Regions from separate parts of the Zea mays genome. Here region 1 is linked to region 2. Evidence: chromatin contacts called from public Hi-C data. All regions are on one chromosome and are shown on one strand. Each heading gives the region's core, a stretch centred on a gene start, on an enhancer-like site or on the middle of the called end of the contact. The rest is flanking DNA. Distances are from core to core; before and after follow the strand shown.

Region 1 (3,836 bases), core at 962-3,461, 430 kb before region 2:
CTTGAAGGATCCTTGGTGTGAGGTGAAGTCAATCTAACGTGCTGTCAATTTCATCTTGATTCTCCCATTCTCTTTGTTCTTGAGCTCATTGCAAACTTAACCTTGTGCGGATTTGTTACTCTTGGAGCCTTGTGTTCCTTGACGGTTAGAGGTTGCTTGGGAGTCTCCAAATTTGTGGACGACCCCAAGAAGTTTGTATTACCCGCTCTTTGAGCAAATTTGAGAAGAGATTGCCTTGACCTTTGTGGTCGGCTTGTGGAGGATTAGGGTTGAAAAAGACCCGGCCCTTTGTGGGCTCCTCAATGAGTAGGACACCTTAGTGGTGGTTGTCGAACCTTGGGTTAAATCGCGTGTTCTTGTGCGTTCTTGTTAAGTGCCTTAAATTGTTGGTTGGTTCATATTCATCTATTTGAGCGGATTTTTCTGTAGGGCAAGTCATTAGCAAAATCTTTCACTACTTCGTCATATTTGTTTAACTGATTATTTAATCTAAGTTGAGCAGGTTCAAACTTGTTCAGTTGTAAACAAAATCAACTGAACTGGTTTGCACCAGTGCAACTTTAATTTGACCTATCTCGAAGTTTTTAGTGAAAAATTTCAGGTGTAGCCTATTCAACCCCCCCCCCCCTCTAGGCTACTTTCAGCTTTAACAGTGGAAGATGCTCCTTCATCAAATTTAGGCACTGTGGCCGTCTCAATGTATCTCGACTGATGCGTCAAAACCTTGATCTTTTTGCCCTTCGGCACAACAGAGATGGCTGAAACGGCATTTTCCTCCTTTTCCCCTGCTTTCACGAGGGGTAGCAGTAATCAAGGTATATGAAACCAACCACATCAAAAACTATGTTCAACCTTTTCTTGCCTCGACCTCCAAAGGCTGAGGTCAAAGCATCATCTTCGACTCTAGTGTATACCCCAAGTAACTCGTCGTTAGTAGCCTCAATATATTTCAGCCAATCATCGTTTGGTTCATCAAATCGGTCTCTGTACCTGAAGGTGTATTTCAAGTAAACCAATTCACCCTGACTGGACCCGGCAGCAGTCTCTTTTGGCATTTCCCAATTTTCCACAAGTGGCCATACCCTGTAGGCTATGTGCTCTTGAACCAGGTCTCTTGTGCCAATGAAGGCACATACATTGTTGAAAGCCTTCTGGCATGCTTCGGTATCATTTTCAAGTGCAGTAGTCGGTCTTCGGAGGCCGAAGCGAGACCAGATGGGGCGTTGGATAATCCCCTTTATGTCTTCCCTTTCAATTAGATTATTCTTGACATAAAATCATTCCTCCATCCAGGCCCCGGGCACCTTTTCCGAAATGTTGGAACGGGGTAACTTACATCGGAGCGAGGAACGAAGCCATAACAACCGAAGTTGTTGTGATATTGCTCTTTACCAGTGGCCTTCGTCTCGTACAGAAGTTAATGCATGTTGCAGAAGCACTTCGCGCTCGACTCCAGCCCTTGGCTTCTCACGACCCAAACGAAAATACCCATTCTGATTATAGCTTCAGGAGTGATTTGATGAAGGAAGATTTCAAATGTCTTCAAAACTTCAACCAAAAATCTGCTCAAAGGGAATCGAAGACCTGCTTTCATAAAGCTTCTATAAACAACAACTTCATCTTTTTCTGGCGCAGGGGCGGCGCTGTCTCCTCCAACTCTCACAATAGACATGTCATGAAAATATATCACCTTCATGGCATCAATATGGCTCTGTTTGATAGACTACTTTCCGAAGATGGTATGGCTTGGCCGCCAGGGCCGATCTTCGGAATCTTTATCCCCACTTTTCACATCATATTCATCACTATCATTAAAATGTTCAGACAAATCTGCCATTATTTTGTTTGTGATGTTCTCTGTGTTTGTTTTTTCCATAGCTTCGTAAAATTCAGCAAGAGCGGGGTCCACAACCTTCTTCTCCTCAGACATCTTCTCTTCAAACATTCAACAAGCACTTGTGTATATCACGAAGCTCGCAAATCAAGCGAGAGCTGATAGCAAGAGAATTAAAATTTGAAGAGACTGAGGTCACATGTGTGTCCTATGCGTTGATACGAGTTTTGAATTTCATATGTGGATGCTTGCGCTGCTGGGACTGTGAAAGACCTTCCGTGCTGGAAGGCGATGAAAGGAGCTGCTAGTGTGTGCGTGTGTCGGCCTCGCGAGCAGACTTCGTGCTGGACTGTCTGTGATCTGTGCTTGGGCTTATCGAGTGCTTTCGTGCTAGCCTTGCCGACTTCAGTTGCCTTTCCTCTGATGGCTTTCCTGCCGTGTCTGCTTGATTCCGGTTCAGATGCCTGGTATCTGTGCTTGTCTTTGTACCTTGTACGCCATTAGTGTCCCTTTTTCTTTCTCTGATGCGTCAGAGATGACAAAATGGAAAGAAAAAACTCTGTTTGGAACGGTTATAGTTGTCGATAATATAAGCAGCCAACCAGGCAGTTCGGCAGGTCACGATAACAATATTTACACATTGAATCATAGTAAGACGATAAAAATCAAATAACAGAAACTCTAGACACGACACATACATGGCCGTCGCCTGTTGTTGGTTTGCCAGCACCAAACCCTGATCCCAGGTAAGATAAATGTCGCGGTAAGATGGAACTGTTGATATTCATAATTCATCCTTTGATAATCAGATTAAAAAGAAAATGTTATAGGTATCACTAACAGCTGAGGTAAGCACAAAGTGATACGAAAGGCAAAATTAAATACAGCAGGTGTGTCTGTGTTACAGCTTCTCCAGAAAGCAGCAATTGAGTAAGCACGAAGTGGCGCAAAAGCATAACAAAGAAGCTTCACAGCAGTTGATGGGTCAAAAAACAGAAGACCACAGCATCAGTTGTCACCGAAGGCAGGCGCAACCAGAAGGCAGGGTACCTGTTGCATCAGGGGCTCCAGCGACATAATGCCAGTGTCCCATTTGAAACATGATAAGAACTGAGATTAGCTTATGGATGCCAGCTATTCCATCATTTCAGATCATACGAACAGCAGCAGCAGAGGTAACTTATTCCTACTTTTAGACCAGCTGACTCCCAGGCATGGCACAAGTAATCAGGTCTGGTTGTCCACTTCACCAACCCTTTTGTGCTTGTGCTTGCACACCACTGTTGGAAAAAAAATCTGCCTCAAGTCATATGAACAGGTAGCTGTCTCCAGAGACATTGCTTCAAGGAAGCTGGAAAGCTTGCTGGGACCTTCCCATCTTCAGACTAATGAGCTTGCTAGAGAAAGCTCGTGTATTTCAGTTAGCGTCCACTCTTCTCCAGTTTGTCCTCCAAGAACTATTGCCTTTGTCCCTCCGACAACACAAGTACTGTGGCCCCAGGCGAACCGTGGAGGATGCCCTGGAACATTCAGAAGCCTCCAGGTTGGCTTATCTTCCGTTGGATCCAGGAGGTAAAGTTTTGAAGCAGAGTGAAGACCCGCCACAGAACCACCAAATATCAGAACTCTCCCACCAGGAAGGCTCACGACAACATGGTCGAGGCGAGGTGGTGGGCCGACCCCAGCAGGATTACCAGCTCCTGGCATCCTGCTGCCAGTTATGCACCGCCAGCAAGGCTTGTCTTCACTTAAATCTAGAGTGAACACATCACTAGATCTAAGTCGTAGAGGACCACTTTTAGCAAGGCCACCAAACATCAGGATTTTCCTGCCATCATAGACAGATAGCGAGTGCCCCAGCCTTGAAGGTGGAGACCAAGATGCAGGTATCTCCCTCCAAACAGGTCTTTCCATTGTCACATCTAGGAGGTAGGTATCGCTGAGAAGAACACCAGAGTCCGCACATCCACCAGAAACCACCAGCTTGGTTCCATCAACAGTG
Region 2 (4,331 bases), core at 624-3,123:
ATGTCGCGTCCGCGTGCTTTGCAGAGGTGGCGGCACAAGCCGGGGTTCTTGACTTCTTGAGGTTTGGCCGCGCGGTTGCTGATGCCAAGAAGGACCCCATCAAGCTCCAGCGTCTGCTGGAGGTGTTTGATTCTCTGAATAAGCTGAGACTGGACTTCAACAGGTTGTTCGGTGGCAAAGCGTGCGCGGAGATTCAGAGCCAGACAAGGGACCTTGTCAAGTTGTTGATAGACGGCGCCGTCGAGATCTTTGAGGAGTTGATTGTGCAGGTGGAGCTGCAGCGGCACATGCCTCCCCCAGTTGATGGAGGCGTGCCGCGCTTAGTTACCTTTGTCGTTGAGTACTGCAACCGACTGCTTGGTGAGCAATACAGGCCTGTGCTTGGGCAGGCGCTAACTATCCATCGCAGCTGGCGCAAGGAGGCGTTCAATGACAGGATGCTTGTTGACGCGGTGCTAAACATCGTCAAGGCCCTTGAAGCTAACTTCGATGTTTGGTCCAAGGCATATGACAACGCTACGCTGTCGTATCTCTTCATGATGAATACCCATTGGCATTTCTTCAGGCATCTGAAGGCTACTAAGCTAGGAGAGGTCTTGGGTGATGTGTGGCTGCGAGAGCATGAACAATACAAGGAATACTATTTGTCAATGTTCATCAGGGAGAGCTGGGGAGCACTTTCAGCGCTACTGAACCGGGAGGGATTAATATTGTTCTCCAAGGGCCGGGCCACTGCAAGGGACCTGGTGAAGCAGCGCCTCAAAACATTCAATTCGAGCTTTGATGAGATGCATCGCAGGCAATCGTCGTGGGTTATACCAGACAAGGATCTGCGGGAGAGGACATGTAATCTTGTGGTGCAGACTATCGTCCCTACCTACCGGAGCTACATGCAGAACTATGGGCCACTTGTGGAGCAAGAGGGAAATGCCAGCAAGTATGTAAGGTACACTGTCGATGGTTTGGAGAAGATGCTCAGTGCCCTCTACATGCCCCGGCCCAGGAGGGCTGGGAGCTTCCAGATCAAGCACTCGAGCGGTAAGATTGCCAGTGCAATGACTGGCTTGCATCGGAGTGCTTCTGCAGTGAAATAGCCTATGTTAAAGAACCCAAAGATTGGATCAATATGATAGTATGTGGCAATTGGCAAATGATTCATTTGGCCCAGTCAAGCAAAGAGTCCCGCACTGGATAGGTGACCGAATAATGGACCCATGGTCGGAGCAGTGGTGTCAAGTGTCATATGAACATAAGTTACTCTTTAGTTAGCATGGAGAATAGAGGCTGGTGATCAGTTCCGTAGCTCCTGTTAGTGTCCCTGAACATAAGTTACCCATGGTCTGAGATGTTACCATTCTCCTGAGCTATTTTCTCTTGTTGTGTACTTCTGCTGGTGTCCCTGGCACCATAATCATTCATCTGGAGATATTCAATCAGCTGTGTAGTTATGTAAAATCGATTTGTAATTTTAGTTTTAGGTGACCTGTGGGCATTACCTTTTAATGTACCAAGAATCGAGCTTAATAGATGCAATGGATTATATGGGGGGGGGGAAAAAACTAGACCCCTCGAGCGAGTGAGGATGTGCTATTTGTTTGGTAAACTAGAGCAGATATGTACCCCCAATACAATTGCATTACATTTACTGAAAGTACAACTTGATCATAACAAATGCGGTTGAATTTCTTTTTTTTCTCCATCAGTTCACAATATGGTAGTCCCTGGATCTCTCAGTAAGGATTTCCTATTTGTTTGGTAAACTGGTACAGATATATGCCCCCAACATACAACTGCACTACTACATTTAAACAAAGAATAATAGCTTGATCATAACCAATTTGGTTGCATGTTTTTTTTCCCTCAGCAATTCAAACAACAACAACAACAACAACAACAACAACAAAGCCTTTTGTCCCAAACACGTTGGGTAGGCCCCTCAGCAATTCAAAATATGGTTCAAAAAAGAAAAGAAGATTGCAGAACAGATAACTCTTGCATGACCCCTCTTGTGTAGACCCAAGTCTGACTTGTTCTGGAACAGTTTTGTTGAATACTGGACGCAATTCAGTTCAGTGAGTCATGCATGAGCTAATGCTGTTTGTTTCACCGAGTCAACAGGTTTATTCTTTTCTCTGTATATTCTTGGCTCGGTTTGTTCTTTCCTCTGGCCCACCCATCTGGGTGTCTCTGATCCTTTTAAAAAAAATTGATGCAGGATGAATCGAAGGGACTAAATAACTTGGAATCATTGACGCTGCACTGCTGAGCGCGTTCAGGAGTAATATATATAGGAACGAAAGTTACCGAGAAACTGGAAGATCCTAAACTGTTGCCAGGACATGGACATCATGCATGGGGATCTCAGAAGGAATGGTTCAAACCAGAGCGTGCCCAGTCGGCATGGATGGATCGATATGGAGGCCCTCTCTCCTCTGGCGGATCAATCCATGTATCCATGAGAGAGAGAGAGAGAGAGGCATAGGCCAAGACTAGGCCTTTTGTTTTGAGATGGGCTGCTGCTATCTAGAGCGATACTGCTATATAGTGGTACCAAGAGGACCAAAGGTCGCGTTGCCTGAAACCACCGAGATCATACAGAAACTAATCGCCGCAACGCATCCAAACCCGACCAACTGACGGCGCGCGTCTGCGTGAACAGCTCGCAGCATGCCGGGGGAGTGGTCCGTGGGGCTCTGCGACTGCTTCGGGGATCTTCACACCTGTACGCAGTGCAAACAAACCTGCTAGCTATAGCAAGCTACTCTCCTCTCTCTCTCTTCTTCTTCTTCCCGTACGTACTACGATGCATGTTTTTCAGCTCTCCGTCCCTTCTCTCCCGGCCGACGATCGACCACGTTGCAGGTTGCCTGACGCTCTGGTGCCCCTGCGTCACGTTCGGCCGCACCGCGGAGATCGTGGACAGAGGCTCCACGTGTACGCGTTCCACTTCACTCCCATACTACTACTGCCCCCCTCGTCTCGTCTCCATCTCTCCTGTTCCTTTTGGCTGACGATCCGTCCCGCATTGCATATTTGCAGCGTGCTGCATGAGTGGCACACTGTACTACCTGCTGTCGACGATAGGCTGGCAGTGGCTGTACGGCTGCGCCAAGCGCTCCTCCATGCGGTCGCAGTACAGCCTGCGAGAGTCCCCCTGCATGGACTGCTGCGTCCACTTCTGGTGCGGCCCCTGCGCGCTCTGCCAGGAGTACACGGAGCTCCAGAAACGCGGCTTCCACATGGCCAAAGGTATCAGCTCCCCCCCCCATCTTCCCACAGTTTAACTAGGCGGCCTTTGATGGTTCCATGATCACCGTGCCTCTACAAAACCATTATATTCCTTTTATTTGCAGGATGGGAAGGGAGCAACAAGGTGGTGGGGTGCTTCCATGGGATGACGACGCCACCAAGGAAGCAATCCATGTGCTTTTAGGATAGCATAGCTCCATCGTTCTATATAATATGCGCTTTATTTTGAATAAAAATATATGGGTCTGTCTATTGATGCTTTATTTAGAGCTCGTTGGGTCTCATTAGTTCCTATTGCTCATAGTTATGGTTTCCATTTATTTAAATCATCGATTGTTCACTTTATTTTACGTTGATTTTATGATTATTACATGGCGTTTGAGCCTCTGCCGGCCTCTTACGTGAGACCCAGTAATTAATAAAGCAATCAAAACAAGGATTAGATATACCTATAGATATGCATTAAGTGGATCAGCTTCTAAATAAACATAAGAGCAGTTATAATATGTTTTGCCATAGATTTTTGCCAAGTTAGAGGAGAAAGAGGGGAAGAAACTAACGGACCACTAATTATCAGTCGAGAGATTCCAAAATAGTGCTCCATCCGTCACAAAATATAATTCTTTATCCATTTATTAACCTTAGGATATAGTTTAAAGTTGGTATGTATATCTATATTTATTATTATTTATTCTAACGTGCATAGAAAAAGATTATTAGAAAGAACTATGTTTTGGGACAGATAGAACTATATTTTAGAATGGATGGAGCATGTCATAAGAGAACGAGATAAATCTAGTTATTTAGTTAAAATTAAACCTCTCAGATTAAACTAATTCAGTTATAACACAGAATTTGCGTTTCGAGTGGACATCACTTCATCAACCTTTAAAATACAAAAACATAGTAAGGACTAGTTTGGAAAACCACATTTTCTCAAGGGGTTTTTATTTTTCCAAAGAAAATTGGTTCATTTTTTCTTGGGAAAATAAAAATCTCTTAGAAAAATAGAGTTCCTAATCTAGCCCTAAGAAAATGCAACATCCGGGAAGTTATAATAACACATTTTTAAGGAAACATTA

Evidence for each region. Hi-C and Micro-C count contacts between places; a contact is called where the count stands out from the background.
Region 1: a Hi-C map of ear shows a contact between it and region 2, with 1.9 times the contacts expected there. The contact joins the enhancer-like site here to the promoter of LOC100500712 in region 2. A contact is called at or near these places in 2 of 25 Hi-C or Micro-C datasets (ear and tassel).

What each region holds. Positions count from the first base shown.
Region 1 is chr5:82,652,111-82,655,946 of Zm-B73-REFERENCE-NAM-5.0, reverse strand. LOC103626626 (putative adagio-like protein 2) reads right to left here. Exons shown (of 2, transcript XM_008647029.4): 2 at 2,593-3,836. The coding sequence ends at 3,215. Among protein-coding and RNA genes, the nearest start is that of LOC103626626, 6.2 kb to the right of the region's middle. Within about 2 kb of position 2,211, at least 16 of the 20 cell types and tissues checked have an H3K27ac peak or open chromatin away from gene starts, as enhancers often do. A contact at or near this core is called in ear and tassel, where this site is marked.
Region 2 is chr5:82,221,081-82,225,411 of Zm-B73-REFERENCE-NAM-5.0, reverse strand. It overlaps LOC100500712 (cell number regulator 11), which reads left to right and starts at 1,873. Exons shown (of 4, transcript NM_001397140.1): 1 at 1,873-2,449; 2 at 2,667-2,722; 3 at 2,863-2,934; 4 at 3,040-3,284. The coding sequence starts at 2,340. The coding sequence ends at 3,284. LOC100304423 (exocyst subunit exo70 family protein G1) reads left to right here. Exons shown (of 1, transcript NM_001165857.1): 1 at 1-1,451. The coding sequence ends at 1,094.